Regions from separate parts of the Macaca mulatta genome. Here region 1 is linked to region 2. A link is a contact called in public Hi-C data. All regions are on one chromosome and are shown on one strand. Each heading gives the region's core, a stretch centred on a gene start, on an enhancer-like site or on the middle of the called end of the contact. The rest is flanking DNA. Distances are from core to core; before and after follow the strand shown. Region 1 holds the start of TSKU (tsukushi, small leucine rich proteoglycan). Region 2 has its middle 37 kb from the start of TSKU.

Evidence for each region. Hi-C and Micro-C count contacts between places; a contact is called where the count stands out from the background.
Region 1: a contact with region 2 is called in a Hi-C map of fetal cortical plate, with 1.8 times the contacts expected there. The contact joins the promoter of TSKU here to the enhancer-like site in region 2. A contact is called at or near these places in 6 of 14 Hi-C or Micro-C datasets (blood, cortical neurons, fetal cortex germinal zone and 3 more).

What each region holds. Positions count from the first base shown.
Region 1 is chr14:77,184,073-77,187,082 of T2T-MMU8v2.0, forward strand. TSKU (tsukushi, small leucine rich proteoglycan) reads left to right here and starts at 1,404. Exons shown (of 2, transcript XM_077963942.1): 1 at 1,404-1,557. LOC106993392 (a long non-coding RNA gene) reads right to left here. Exons shown (of 7, transcript XR_013404192.1): 6 at 2,136-3,010; 7 at 1,551-1,996.
Region 2 is chr14:77,147,010-77,149,761 of T2T-MMU8v2.0, forward strand. No RefSeq gene overlaps it. Among named protein-coding and RNA genes, the nearest start is that of TSKU, 37 kb to the right of the region's middle. Within about 2 kb of position 1,267, at least 5 of the 40 cell types and tissues checked have an H3K27ac peak or open chromatin away from gene starts, as enhancers often do. A contact at or near this core is called in fetal cortical plate, where this site is marked.

The DNA of each region.
Region 1 (3,010 bases), core at 154-2,653, 37 kb after region 2:
CTAGAGGCACAGAGATTCTCAACTGGAGGCACAGTTATGAGGGGAGGTGGGTAAAGTTCATGGAGATCCATCAGCTGAAGCCCCTCAAGGCCACCTCTCCCTAAGGGGAGATCAAAGGAAATGATGAATGTGGAAGTGCTCAGAAACTGCTGCCAGCTACCAGCCAAAGTGTGAAGGGTTGTTGATCACTTTTGTGTTAAACGTGAGGTCTGGAGCCTCCAGCGCAGCTGGCTAGACCCTGCACACACAATGCAGTGGGAGTTAGCTTCCCTGAGTTCCCGGGCAGTTGGGTCTTTTCATCTCCAGTTCTCAGATGCTGAACTTGAGACTCACTAAACAATTCCACATGGAGTAGAGGATGGAAATCGTCAGTCCAGGGCAAGGGGAGGGGGGTGCCATTCCTTCCAAAGAATGTCCCTATGGGAGGGGAGGAAGCAGCAGGAATATAAGCCAGACAAGCCAGGGAGTACGGAGGCCATTCCCAGGCATGCTCCCCTCCCAAGCCTGCTGGGCTTGCCAACCTCTACCCCAGCTCCTGACGGAAGACATTTAACAACCACACAAAGGAGCTTCCTGTGAGCCAGACTAATGCTTTACCTAAATTACCTTGTTTATTCCTCAGAATAGCCTCTTCTACAGTTGCAGAAACTGAGTCTCAGAGAGGTTAGGTAACTTGCCTAAAGTTACCCAGAACTGGTAAGTGGCAGGGCTGGAAACTGAATCCTGACCAAGCTTGGCCTTCACCCGATGCTCCCATCCAGGTCTCTCTCCCATCTAGGCAGGGAGCCTTTAGAGAGGGGAGGAATGGGAAGGTGAGAAATGGGAGGGGCCTGACTCCTCTCTATGGGTCCCAGGGGTTGTGGAGTTGAATCCCTGCAGCCCTTTTAAGCCCAACAGTGAGGAAGACATTGGACACCAAAGGGCCCATGGTGCCATCCCAAAGACTCATGAGGAGTGTGAGCTGGATGATCACAGAAGGCCTCCTAGTTCTGAAAGCTGGGATTCTAATCAGGTGAGGACGATGAATGGAAAGGAGAGAGGGGAGCTCTCCCTGCTTCCACACATATGAGACCAGGCTCCCAGCCTTTTCTCTGCACATCCCTAACTGGCAGGGTCCACAGGTCTCAAACCAAGTGCATCCCCAAGACCACACAATGGCTCTGAATGCATGGAGGACCTGTAAGACCAGTTTGTTTTCTGGGCAGCAGATGACTTTGCTGGCCTGAGGCCTAGGGTAGTGGCCTCTACTCCTACCTCACCATCTCTCTAGTGTCTTCCTTCTTCCCAAAGTAGACTGGCATGCGTGCACACACCCAGGCCCAAGCAACTCCTTTTTTTTTTTTTTAATTTTAAATTTACTTAATAAGAAAAAGTAATAAGGAAAGAAGCAGCAAACAGACTGGGTGTGTTAACGAGTCTGGGCCACTGCAGGGGGGACGTTGCCCAATTTCTGCACCCCGAGGCCCTCCAAAGTCTGGGAGAAGCTCCTGGGAGGTCCAGGGCCCAAGACCAAAGCCTCTATCAACTCCCCCACCTGTGAACTGCCCCTCTCCCGAGGTAGGCATTGTCTGGGTGTGTACACTGGGAGCCACCCACACACCCAACTCTCCCCTCCTAGGGAATGCGTCCACCAGGTCATTTCTCCTGCAAACCCTCATTTTAAAGTGTCTTGGATGCTTTCCTGTCCCCCGCCCTTGCCTTTTTTTTTTTCTTTTTAGCATAAAGAGGGGTGAGAGCCCAAGAGCTGCAGCAGGGGGAATAGATTGAAACTGCTGCCTACTCATACGCCAGTTTCCCTTCTTAGAACTCTAACCAGAAGCTAATGGTTTCCTCCATAAAAGAAAAACTCAATCTGTTGACTTTCTCTCTCCTCTCCTGCCAGCTTTTCTGCCTGAGCCGGGCTCTCTCTTCTCTGTGGGTTCGTCTTTCAGCCAGTCTTTCTCTTGCTTCAGATTCTTGGTTTCTGGCTCCCTGTCGTCCCTGAACCTCTTTCACTCTTTAAAAAAAAACGGGGAGGGCGGTGAACAAGCAAAGAGGAAGCCCTCACCCACCCACCCCATCTCTTCCTTACTAGCAACTAATTCCCTCTCTCTACACACACACACACACACACACACACACACACACACACACACAGAGGCACGTACTCCGGCGACCTCCAGATGTTCCCGACAGTGAGGCCATCTGCTTAGATTGCTGGGGCGCGCAGGGGGAGGGGGCAGGGATCCGGGATGCAGGAAGCTGTGAGGGAAGCCTACTGGAGGGGGCAGGAGCTGCGCACTTTTGAGACGCTCCCTAGAGTGGAACCCGGGCTCGGCTCGGGCTCCGCGGGCGGGGCGCGCGCCGGGAGAGGCTGGCACTTTGGCGACACTCCCTGAGCCGCCCCGCGGCTGGCCCGAGCAGCCACCCGGCGCCCGGCAGGGGGGAGCCCGGCTGCGGGCGGGGACCGGGGGGCGGGCCGCGCCGCCGGGAGAAAAGCGCCGGCCGGAGGGCCCGCGGCCGGGCCGCCGGGGTGAGCGTGCCGAGGCGGCTGCGGCGCAGGCTTCCAGGTGGGTGTGGGTCCCCGGACGGGGCGAGAGTTCGCGCTGCGGGTGAAGATCCCGAGTCCCCGACCTCAGCCTCGCGGCCCCTTCGGCGGGCGGGTGGGGGACGCCGGTCGCAGGGGCGGGGCTGGGTCCCGCCAAGGCCCCTCAACTTTAGCCGGACGCCTGGGGCTGGGCGGGAGTGGGGAACGCTAACCCAGGGGAAGGGGCTTGCGGGAGACAAAGGCTCCGCCCGGGGGCCGTGTGGGTCTTTGTGCGGACACGTGCATCTCATGTTTGTGGGTCTTTGTGGATTTGCAGTCGGGGACGCGCCGCTGCTGGTGCCTTTGTGTATCCGTGGCTTTGCGCGGCTGCTTTGCGCCGGTGTCCACGTTTGCGGGCCTGCGCTTGGCTGTGGGCGTCGGTGGGCGCATCGCGTGTGTCCGCATACGTGGTCGGTGCCTGCCGACGTGTCTGGGCTGGGTGTC
Region 2 (2,752 bases), core at 17-2,516:
CACCTTACACCACACACAAAAATCAATTCCAGGTGGATTAAGGGCTTAACATGTGAGAACCAACTTTTTTTGTTAATATTAAGAGAAAATATAGGAACATTCCTTTGTGAATTTAAGCCATGGAAGAACTTCTTAAACAAGACATAAGAAAATGCAAACATAAAGGAAGAAGTGCAATAAATTTGACTACTGTAGAGTTTAGAACTTCTGTTCGTCAAAATATATCATAAAGAAAGTGAAAATACAAGCCACAAAGTGGGTGTCACAAATTGCCTTTTCCAGAGATGACTGCAACAAGAGCTCCCATCTCACATGCGCTTTTAGAACCCTGCCACTCCCCAACAAGAGGTAGAGTTTATGTCCTCTCCCCTTGAACCTGGGCAGGTGCTTGTGACGGCCCTGAGCAGTAGGGTATGGTCAAAGTGATGCTATGTGACTTCTGATGCTAAGTCATACAAATATGGTATACTTCAGCCTCCATCCCCTGCCTCTGGCCTTGTTCTCCCCCGACCCTACCTGAACTATGCAGGTGACACAGAGCTGCATTCCGGCTCAGACCCTGATCCGATACCACACCTGATACACTAATGTTCTCTTGGGCTTGGCCTCCTCCAGCTGTCTCAGCAAAACCTTTCTCCGAGTCCACCTACCCTGGAGAATTGCCACGGCCCTACCTGTGGGCAGACATTTTCACAGTCCCCAACCTGAGAGGTGGAGTGAGACAACACAGAAATTAAGGCTTATCTGAGCCGGACTCAGTGGCTCACACCTATAATCCTAGCACTGTGGGAGGCTGTGGCAGGTGGATCACTTGAGGTTGGGAGTTTGAGACCAGCCTGGCTGACATGGTGAAACCCTGTCTCTGCTGAAAATACAAAAATGAGTCAGGTGTGGTGACAGGCGCCTGTAATCCCAGCTACTCGGGAGGCTGAGGCCGGAGGATCACTTGAACCCGGGAGGTGGAGATTGCAGTAAGCCAAGATCATACCACTGCACTCCAGCCTGGGCGACAGAGTGAGACTCCGTCTCAAACAAAAACGACAAACAAACAAGAAGTTGAGACATACCCAACATCTATTTGTGCTAATTCGTCAGAGATAGAGGGGTGGGCTCAGCAAACCCAAGTGGGTACTGTGTCCTCACCAGCTGCCCGGTGCTGTCCTCCAAGGTCATGCCCAGTAAGGGTGGGAAAAGGTTTGGACTTGGAGATTTCGAGTCCTCCCTCTGCCCCTGATGTGCTGTGTGACTCTGGGCATGTCACTTTGCCTCTCTGGGCCTCAGCTTCCTCAGTACCAGGATTCTTGTGTTTATCATTTTTATGCACATTATACCTGACGGGGTCCTGACATGTGGAGTAGGTGCTTCATAAATGGAGTTAAAAGAATGCTTTGTTCTCCCCACCTACGCCCCATTATGCCCACCCAGCAAACTTCTACTCGTACTCATACCCGTACCCATCTCATATGTCACCTCCTCTAGGAAGTCTCCCTTGACTCAGCAAGTCACCTCTATCGAAGCACAGAACTCTGCTCCCACCTCAGACAGCCTGGACTGTGATCCCTCTGAGAGCAGAAATCATGTCTGAACCATCTCCGGGTCCCACGTCCCAGCCCAGGACCTGGCACCAGGGAATGGCTGTTGGACTAATTATCTAATCAGCACATAAGAAAACTTGCTCCTTCAAGAGGATCCCGAAGGGATTCTGGCTGAAGGCCACACATCCTGTTCCCAGTCAGCGGGGAACCCCAGCAGCCCGGCTCCTCTGAGAGGCCCATGAGCGAGGCGAGCCACGAGGCTGCTGGGGAAGTCACTGGCATCCAGACGCTGCCTCCTCAGCCGAACCCATGACACACATGAGACTCTCATTTACTCACTTATTTTCCAACACTGGCAATACTCCAATAGTGGCATATTGTTTTTTTCTGTTAAGTTCTGCAGACATAGATGAGGATAGTAATTGGCATCAATGCCGACTTAAATACATCCTCATGACTTTCATATCTTAGCCAAACAGCACAGGGAAACTCCCTCTGCTCCGCCTGTGGATTGCCTATGGCAGTGCGAACTCCCAGGTGGCTTCCCTGGGCCTCCTGGGCCACCCGCCTCTCTCATCCGAAGCTAAGGTCAGCCTTAGCTAACCTTAAAATAAAGGTTAAAATAAATAAATAAATAAATAAATAAATACCACATTTTATTTTAAAATAAAATAAAATCTGATGTCCTGAGATTTAATCCTGGTATTTGATCACAGACCCTCGGCCTGTTTCAACCCAGTCCAGCTCAGTTAGGGGTGAACTCAGACCCAAGGCAGCCCATGGACCATGCGCCAGTCCCTCTATAAGACCCCTGTAGGAGCCAGTCTGTCCCTCTGTTTTTCTGCCTGCTTCCCCATTTGCATACCAGTGCAGCCTGAGACACCGTCTCAGAAACACCCCTCCAGCTGCTGGTCAGAGAGAGGTGAGAGAGGGGAGACTGAGGCAGGAGACCAGTGCTGCAGATGCTCTGATGCCCTGCCCTACATCACCCAAGGCCACCCCAGCTGCAATAAACGGTTCTCACACTGTGACAGCGGCCCACCCCGTGTGCCACCCTCTCTCTGCTTCTCTGTCCGAGAAGATAAGGGCTTTCACATGAGCCTGTTCCACCCTACAGATACCTCAGGGTGCCCAGTGAGACCGAGTTTGTTTCTCCTCACATACACTTCATTGTTCTTTCTCCTCATTTCCTCACTGCCTGCTTTGCTTCTAGGAGG